Linked DNA regions of Mus musculus: all the other regions are linked to region 3. The links are chromatin contacts, called in public HiChIP or PLAC-seq and promoter capture Hi-C maps. All regions are on one chromosome and are shown on one strand. Each heading gives the region's core, a stretch centred on a gene start, on an enhancer-like site or on the middle of the called end of the contact. The rest is flanking DNA. Distances are from core to core; before and after follow the strand shown. Region 1 overlaps Smco4 (single-pass membrane protein with coiled-coil domains 4). Region 2 holds the start of Smco4 (single-pass membrane protein with coiled-coil domains 4). Region 3 holds the start of Mre11a (MRE11A homolog A, double strand break repair nuclease).

Region 1 (3,129 bases), core at 448-2,947, 760 kb before region 3:
TAGTATGCATATTATATTTTCAACTTGTAAGTTAGGGGCAAAGAAACCGAAGAGGTCATGACAAGACAGCGTTATTTCAACTCTCCTGACACCTGCAAGTGTTGGGCACACTCCAGAGCTCAGGCTACAGGTGGGGCTGATTCTGTCTTCTAGGGACCACACTGTGTGGTCCGGTCAGATTCACATTGAAGGGAGATTGCATGAGTCCACGGTTTCACCACCCCTCAACTGGTTTTTGTCTTGTGTTAAATTCTGAGACTCCTGGAGATACTCATGTACTCAAAAATGAGTAACACCCATAAATAACTATAGCTCACCTCTCTAGAGAACTCGGCTTCTTAGTTTTAAGCAACAGAAATATACTTTGGCTAATTCAAATTGAGAACTTCACCCAGAACTTTTGACACCTCAGATTCTTCAAAACAAAAGAGGGTCAGCTCAGAAAATGGGCAGTGTGATGAGTGCCATGGTGCCACAATCCTTGTTCAGATCCAGTTCCCATTGTACAGGAACCACAGCCTGTGTCTTCTCTGTCAGCCACAGTGTCACTATGTGTTTTTCACATGGCGCTAGAAACAGATGTAATGCTGACTGCCAGGACCAACTCCACACTGTCCAGCCCAGGCTCAGGTTCAGTATGTCCACAGTCCACCTTCCAACTCTCATAGCAAGCAGAGCAATCTCCAAACATGGAGGAGTCAGAGTGAGATACTAGGTAGGGATACAATAACCAAGATGGTGGCCAAACAACAACCAGGGGACAAACATGAGGTTAGGAAGAGCTATTCCCCAGTGCTCCTCTGACAAGGACTTTTATACCAGAGACCATGTACTCTGTGTTGTCTGGAGCTGTGTGTGGCCTCTGTTATCTTACTATCATCTTAACAAGGAAGCAGACATTCATATCTGAGTGAGCCTGTTAGTTGGCAGAGGCTAAGTTCTTTTTCATTGTAAGGTAATCTCTTAGGAAACCTGAATGCATACTTCATCCAATCAGGCAACTCCGTATGAAGGTTAACATCAGCCTCAACCAAGGAATAGTTTGCTCCCCTAACTTTTCAGCAACTCCATCTATAGTAGGTACTGACAACAGCCACTAGATTCTTCTTAGTGGCCCAGCTGTGACAAGCCTAGTATCCAGCCTAGGGTGCGGTTGAGAGGTGCTGGAACCTTTAAGAGGCAGAGCTTAGGTCACTGACATGCATTCCCCTCCCCCTCCCTCTCTTGTTTTGGTGTCCATCAAGAGGACTAACAAACTTTTAAACCGTGCGTCCAAGTAAGCCCCTTCTCTTGTAGATAACTAAGGAGGACATCTGCTATTGGAGTTCTGTAGCAGAACTGCTCATCACTGCTCCTTGGAAGGAAGGCATGAAGCTCAGGAAGCCTAGACATGACTGACTTGACTTCTGCTAGCGTGTTCACAGCTCAGAAGTGCAGCTCACAGGCTACTTCCCCAGGCCCTGACATCATCTAAACAATGAAAACCACAGGGATCTAAAGGGGGAACGTGCAAGGTCCAGGAAGGCTCTAGGCCTGCCCACTGGGTCAGGGGAGGCACCGGCTGGCTGAGACACCTCTAACACACATCTGCTCCCGGCTCAGGCAGAGCAGGTTGAACTTTCCTGAGCCTTATCTACTATCTGGGGATTCTCAGTGGCTGTGCTTGAGGGCAAACAAGGCTGGGTGAAACCCAGACTGGAGTAATTGAATCTGAACTGTAGTGTTGTGCAACAGGCTTTAGTTTCTCTACTGTTCAGAGAACACCATGGGCTAAAGAGGAAAAATATCCTCCAGCAGTTACCCAGTCTGTAGACAGTACCCAGTGACCTGTGACTACGTGAGGGGCAGCACACAGGGTCCTTCCTCTTCCTGAACAAGCAACCAATATTAGTGCCTGACTGTGGCCACTTCACTGTGAAGCTGTCTAGGCCAGCCCCACAGCTGTTCCCTCCCTCAGAGTTCCCTCAGGCTGGCCAACAGCACCTTGAGTCACTGCATTAAGTAGCCACTCTAGCTAACAGTACAGTGTCTGACTTCCCATCCTGATCCTTCAACTGCTGCTGGTACCTCCCAAGTATGTGCAGCTAATAATCAAAGACCCCAGCCTCCATGACCAGCTCTCTACATACTGAGAAGCCCCAGGGATGGCACCACCTTAGTCTACATTCACAGGACATACAGTCCAAATTCTAGGCGCCTTAGCAGGTTATGGATGGCTCTGGTGCACCTGTAGTGTGGGCAGATGGAGAGAGCAACTCTGAAGTCATAACTGAAAGGGAAACCCTGAGTGTAAAGGAACTAGCCAAGACAACAGCTGGGAAGAGCACAGGGAAGGGGCAAAGAGGAGCCTGAACCAGGAGGGGCCAAGCAACTACTGGGAGCTTGAAGTAAGGAGTGGGTGGAGCACGGGGGCTACAGAGTCAGCTCTTCCCAGGATCTTAGTGAGGCGGGGGCTTCATTCCAAGGGCAGCAAAAGGCCCTTGATGGCTTGAGATAGTGTTCTAGTTTGCTGCCTGCTACTGTGATGAACACCATGATCAGAAGCAACTTGGAGAAGATGGGGCTTATGACTTACATGTCCTGACCATTATCCATCACTGTGGAAGTCAGGGCAGGGGCAGAAACAGAAACTGAAGCACATAGACTGTACAGGAGCACTGCTTACTGGATTGCTCTTACAGCTTGCTCAGCTTGCTTTTTTAATGTAATTCAGGAACCACATGCACAGGGGTACCATCATCCACAATGAGATGGGCCCTTCCACAACAATCATGGGCCAATCTGATGGAGACATTTTCTCAGGCGAGGTTTTCTCTTCCCAGACTGACCCTAGTTGTGCCAAGTTGGCAAAATAAAATAAAATAACCTGGCATACACAGGGAGGCACAGTGAGCAGGGTGTCCTGGGAGAAGCAAAAGTGGAATGGTCTACTGGGTGTTGGAGTCTTAGACACCAAGCACTCAACATGATGAAGCAGTTGGAGCTGCTTGCCAGAAGTCCAATGGGTAGGCCTTACTGGCATCACACTTGGCCAGTGAGGACTTGGCAGTGACAATCAAGAGGAATCCAAGTTCTGGAGACACTGGGTCAGCCACCAGCTGTCTAGTGACACCATCATGAGAAACACCA
Region 2 (3,161 bases), core at 55-2,554, 710 kb before region 3:
TCTGGGGGCAAGTAGAAACATTTGTACACATGAGAGACTGCACGTCAGACAAGGCTACACTTCAGGCTATCCTCGGAAACCTCCTCCTGCCTTCTGTAAATTATCTGGCTTTTTTCTCCTATTGCACAGATTAGAACACTGAGGTCCATAGGGCTCACCCAAGGTCATGTCCTGCTGACACATCTAGACTCTCGCAACGACTCAAGAGGCCCATGGCCTGGGCCCACAGCTATGCTCCACTGCACTCAAGGAGGCATGGAGGTGATTTGAATACTAAGCGTATTGGGGACGGGCCATCAAGTTCATCAAGGGGCACCACATAGGTTGTTCTAATAACGCACGGGCATCTGTTGAAACCTTGTTTGGGAAGTGGCCAGCGACAGACAGAAAATCAGAGGCCATGTCTCCTAGCCACACACTATGCCTAGATGTGCTGTGCAGCTTTGAGAAGCTGCTGGCCCAGCCCGGAGAATCTCTTAAACGCTAGGGGGCCGGGAGTTTCGCACTGAGCCGGGAATGAGAGGTTGGGTGGGTGTGCGTGCTTCATGCGGTCCCATCCCACTCTCTTCAAACACCCTGCACATACCGTCCACTCCGCGGCCCGCTCAACTTCCCCAGGACAAACGCACCGCAGTGTGAGGTGGAGGAGGCACCGGGAGGGGTGGTCCTGGAGCCCGCGACGCAGCAAACCACGCTCAGCTCCTTCCCCACGGGGACCCCGAACGCCACGAGGGGCCCCCAACTCTCGGCCGGGCCCCTGGGCCGCAGCGGGGAAGAGGCCAGCCCGTCCCCGCCGCCCCGCTGGGTTCTCCGCCACCCGCCGCCACCTGCAAACGCGCGCCCCTCTGCGGGCCGCGCGTGTCCCCGCGTGTCCGCGCGGGGCCGCCTTCCCACGCGGGGCCTCGGCCGCCCGCGCCGCACTTCCCGCCCGGCCCCCGAGGCCAGCGCGCCGCCCCAACTTTTCCCGGCCCGGCCCGGAAGGCGCAGCGGTGAGCGCAGAGCCGTCCCGCCCGCCAGCGCGCTCCACCCGCGGCGCCCCTGCCCCCAGCACCAGCACGCGGAGGCCCCGCTCGGAGCCGCGCGGTCCCCGCAGCCCCCGCGCCCACCTGCCGCCGCCGCGCACGGCCGGGTACGTGGCAGGGGCCGCCGCTCGCCCGCCTCGCCTCTGCTCGCGCCTCGCGGGCGGCTCCGGGGCGCGGGACCGCGGCTCCAGGCGCCCTCTGCCGCCGGGAAGCCGAATCCTGCTCCCTAACCCTAACGCGGGGCCGGGCCACGCGGCACCCTGCACCCTGCGGACGCCCGGCAGGCCAGGCCGCCTAGCCCGCCGGAGGAGGAGACGCACGCGTGCGGTCACGCCCAGAAGGCAGCCAGGCCTGAAGCACCCTGTGTCAGGGAACCCGTAAATGGCAGGTGGCGGTCTGGGTTGCAAAAGCGAAGTGCTTTCTTGCGTGCTCCACTGCTAACAGGCCAGGTGCACTCAGATGCGCCTCCGCCATTGTTGAGGGGAGAAGGGGAGGTTTAGGGTCCCTGTTCTTGAAAATGGGTATCAGGTTCTACATGGCGGTCCCGCCCTGTCAAGCGGACTGTGACCAGAAGCACTGGCTTCCCCACGAGGTCACCCTTGAAGAACTGTGTTCAGGTAGCCCTTAAGTACATCCATACCTGGCGCAGGTTAGAGAACAGGTTAGTGTCCAATGGCGGTAGTTTGTTCTGTGACCTGTGCCTGGGGTTTATGAGGAAACAAAATACAATCACAGATCTCCTCCCCTAAGGGAATGTTCTGACCTGGGTTTGTTTATTTATAATGTTCAGCTTGTTATAAATAAAATGGGACTCCTTGTCCCTTATCAGTATTAAAGCCCCATAAGGCCCTAAGCTAAATGTTATTAAGGACTTTTAGCCAAACACATTTGGGTTTTAAATCAACCTCTTAAAAGTTGAGACGTCTTAGGAAAGCTAATCTCCTTTTGCCAAAAATGAACTCATCCGTAAGAGTCATAAAACCTTCTTCCTGGTATAGTCATAAAAACCTACTTGCCGGTGTTATATTTGAAGATATACAGAGATCATATACAGCGCTTAGCATAGCCCTGCCTGGTACTCATTCGTATTGTTACTCTTCCAGTGCAGGGCGAAAATACACATGTAAGAAGACTACTGGGGATCTAACGAGATGACTCAGTAAAGTACCTACCACCCAAGCGTTAGCACCTAAGTTCAGATCCCTGCACCCCCATAAAACCTAGGTATAACATCGAGAGAGAGAGAGAGAGAGAGGGAGAGAGAGAGAGAGAGAGAGAGTGTGTGTGTGTGTGTGTGTGTGTGTGTGTGTGTGTGTGTGTGTGTGTGTGTAATCCTAGGGGAGACATTCAGATCCCTGGCCAGCCAGCCTAGCCAAAGGCTGAGGTCTAGGTTCCGTGGGAAACCCTGTCTCAAGAAAACAAGACAGCAAACCATGGAGGAGAGACAGTTGATTTCCACATCTTCAGGCACTTGAGGATACGCACAGAAAGAAATAAAGGCTATTTTTTAAGGTTAATTTTGTTTGAGGCATTGGATCCCCTGGAATTGCAGTTATAGGAGGTTGTGAGCCACTTGTGGGTGCTGGGAGTGAAACTCAAGCCCCCTGGGGGAGTAGCAAGTGTTCTTCTGTGCTCTCTCCAGCTCCTAGGAAGGCTATTTTCCCCCCACTGGGGACAACCTTAACACCACAGGTGGTGGCTCAGTCACTGACCAGCAAGGTCAACCTTGGAAACAGCTGTCTCAGTCCCTCCTCCCCTGAGTCCTGGTAACACACTGATTTGTTAAGAGCTGAGACTGTTGACCTGGTTGTCTCCAGAGCTTCTGTGACCGGTCATGTAAGAAGGAATGGCCCAGTCTATGCGGCAATCTCTAGAGCACCAGACCGTTTCATAAAGGCACAGTGTAGATAGCAAGCACACAGGGATCATCTCTTTAGTATTGTGAGCCCTAGAGTTAGAGAAACAATTGTGTGAGCAAAGTTCTTGTCCTCACGTGTGAGCTCTGGTGAGTGAGACACACACAGATGTCCTCCATCTAGGGCAGAGGGGGACCATATGCAGCTCCATATGAAATCTGTAAGCCTCAGGGTCCAGGATATAACTTCCCAAGGCTGTTGTGTTTTTATGGGGTATTGGAGA
Region 3 (2,757 bases), core at 210-2,709:
ATCCACAATTGTATGCACGAAGCCCTGGGTAACCCACAAACTTCTCAGCTCCCACAGCTGTACCCTTCCACTCTCATTCAGACCTCAAAATTAACTGGAAAGGAGTATTATTAGTCTAGTTATGCAAATGAAAATAAAACCAGGCAAGCCAGAGAACTGCTGATCTTCCTAACATTAAACAGCTAATTTTGACCAAGAACTTGAAACCAGAGTGGAAGACACCACTCGTGTTCAAGGATTTTCTTCTGCCACCTGACTTCTATAGTCCTTTTATTTCTTTCCATTTTGTTCAAATTCACTTCAACTAGGGTAACTTACTCTAAAGGACTATTTATAGACTCGAGACTAAGACAAAGCCAGAGAGCATGAGCCTCCCTGCATGGCCATGTAATTACTGCAACACATTCATCTATTGCTCCACCTCATTATTTATTTATTTATTGCTAATAAGCATAAGTATGTGCTTTTAATTATGCATGACAGACGTTTTGGGGGATACTCTATCCATTATTAAATTCTGTTGCTGTTTATATTAAAATATCACTTTTCTCGTAAGGTCATCACAATTAATATGTCAGGCTTACAGTGGATCTGTGGGGCTCATTTTTATAGTAGAGTTCCTCTGTACCAGGTTCCTCTCCAAGTGTTCAGGTATGTCAGAAAAACCACTCGAATCCAAACTCTAAAAATAAATACCAAAATGCACATATTATAAAGGTTGCACATATTTCACTAACATGAGCTCAGTTGCAGGGTAGACTTTTTGAACAAGCGCTAGTGATTTTGAGAAAGTCCTATGTACGTCTTCAACACTTACTATAATTGTTTCATGACCTAAGAACAGAAAGCCACATCCTGAAGTGAAGTCCTAATTGCACTATCACTACTATTTCTCTACTATCTTCTTCATGAGATTGGTGTGTAGTAAACCCCTGGACAGGAAAAATGAAACGTAACTTTCTACGTGCATAATTTAAGCTGCTCCGCGCAGGACTTTGAATCAGAGGCCACCCCATACTCTTAACACTAACATGGGTTTTATGGGGCAGCCCACATTTAAAGACAGAATAAATAACCAACACATGGTCTAAGTGGAACACCTCGCATCCCCAGCTCGGCGAAGGCGGCGCTGCCACTACAGGAGACCTCCCACCCGCGGGACTCCGAGGCGGACTCCGAGGCGGAACGCAGAGCCCGCATCCCTCCATGCCCACCCGGCCCGTCTTCCCTAACGGCCCCACGCACTCGGGGCTTCCGTTCGCCCCGGACCCGCACGCTACAAGACCGTAGCAAAGCCTAAGTTACCCAACATGGACTTGTCAGAGTCGACCAGGGAGGCCACAAGCCATCTCTACCTCAGGAAAAGGGGGCGGGAGTCTCCAGAACCACAAGAAAACCGCTCCCAGAAACCTGAATTAGGCGCGGGAGAGCGGCATCCGTACTTCTCGCGAGATCCATTGATGACGTGACATCACAGAATGTCTAGATTCTCATTGGCTACAGAATGGCTCCGTCACCTCACAGGAGCCAATCCTGAGCAGCGAAGGGGCGAACCCGGAAAGGAAGTTCTCGGTGAGGTTCTCTCTGTGAAAGGTGAGGCGCGTGTCCGGAGCGGTGGGGCGGGCGGCTGTGGGCGGCCGGCCACCTCGCAGGTAGCATCGTGGCAGAGTCTTCGCTTTGCGATTCGGAAGGCCTCGCCTGCTAGACCAAAGACCTTTCTTCCCTGCTTCCCCTGACGATCGCCCCAGAAGCCTCGGTTTTGTGTTTTCAGAGAACCTTGAAGAAAGTGCAGTAGAAATGATTTGGAGCCTTGAGTTAGAGCAGACCCCCTCAGGACCTCAGAAGGGCCCGTGTACCGCAGCGACAGTGATCTGTCAGTACCCGAGCGCAGGCCTCTGAAATGGGGGGCTCCACCCAATGAGATGAGAACTGGAACAGTTGCTATCTCTCTCAAAATGGAGGGTTCCCTTTAAATTAGGAAATGCATCCTATTCCTCCATAATAGTATGCATCGAGCTTTATACCCAGAGTCGAGATACATTTGGGTTTGATTTTTTAATTAAGCATACCAAGACAATAAGTTAAGAATTAATATGAAGGAGTTTTCAGGTGTGGGAAGGGGGGCTGCGATCTGTGCCATATTTTGGTTAGTGACATCTGTTAAGCGCTTAATGAATTGGTGTATAGTAGCTTTTTAAAAAATGAGTTTGAAGTGAAAGGAAATATTGAAAATGTTAAGAAAATAGTTCTGATAGTTCTTTTAAAAAAGAAAAAAGAAAAACACAATGCTGCCAAAACCTTAACAAATCCCTTAATGGAGTTTATAGGCCCTAAGAAGTCATTGGTCATGATTCTGATACTCTTGTCACTAGTGATGAAGCTTAATTGGACAATGGAATATTAAACTTGAAATTAAGTAGAACAAATCTATGAGGAGTGTGTATAACTAAGTTCCTCTTAGAGGCCATTCAGAGCAAGATTAAATGATAGGTCTTAAGTTTAATGATACAAATAGTTCTTAATGCAGGTTACATACAAATGGCATAATAATCTGTGTTAAAGATGGCCTATCCTTAAAAGCTTAATAGCAAAACAATATAAGACATAGCACCTGAAATAATAAACATTAGATTCTAATTGGGTCAACAGAAAGAAGTGGTAACACTAACAATAGCAACAAAAAACTGCCAAATTCAACAAATATGGTTAAAAGATTGATGGTTTTCAAAGTAACTTCTCATTTTCTTTAAGGCTTAT

Evidence for each region. Promoter capture Hi-C pulls out the DNA fragments that hold promoters and counts their contacts. HiChIP or PLAC-seq counts read pairs in DNA pulled down with a chosen protein or histone mark.
Region 1: an H3K27ac HiChIP or PLAC-seq map of microglia shows a contact between it and region 3, with 5 times the contacts expected there. The contact joins the enhancer-like site here to the promoter of Mre11a in region 3. A contact is called at or near these places in 1 of 39 promoter capture datasets (pre-B cells), 2 of 115 datasets of contacts at active chromatin or transcription factors (bone marrow-derived macrophages and microglia) and 1 of 9 other capture datasets (adipose tissue).
Region 2: a contact with region 3 is called in a promoter capture Hi-C map of pre-B cells, with 2.8 times the contacts expected there. The contact joins the promoter of Smco4 here to the promoter of Mre11a in region 3.

The regions. Positions count from the first base shown.
Region 1 is chr9:15,540,614-15,543,742 of GRCm38.p6, reverse strand. All of the region lies in intron 2 of Smco4 (single-pass membrane protein with coiled-coil domains 4), which reads right to left. It overlaps Gm46152 (a long non-coding RNA gene), which reads right to left. Exons shown (of 2, transcript XR_001779361.2): 2 at 165-3,129. Among named protein-coding and RNA genes, the nearest start is that of Gm51703, 3.7 kb to the right of the region's middle. Within about 2 kb of position 1,697, at least 82 of the 459 cell types and tissues checked have an H3K27ac peak or open chromatin away from gene starts, as enhancers often do. A contact at or near this core is called in bone marrow-derived macrophages and microglia, where this site is marked.
Region 2 is chr9:15,491,575-15,494,735 of GRCm38.p6, reverse strand. Smco4 (single-pass membrane protein with coiled-coil domains 4) reads right to left here and starts at 1,304. Exons shown (of 3, transcript NM_001359604.1): 1 at 1,107-1,304.
Region 3 is chr9:14,783,356-14,786,112 of GRCm38.p6, reverse strand. Mre11a (MRE11A homolog A, double strand break repair nuclease) reads right to left here and starts at 1,459. Exons shown (of 20, transcript NM_018736.3): 1 at 1,356-1,459; 2 at 585-682. The coding sequence starts at 604. Ankrd49 (ankyrin repeat domain 49) reads left to right here and starts at 1,540. Exons shown (of 3, transcript NM_019683.4): 1 at 1,540-1,593.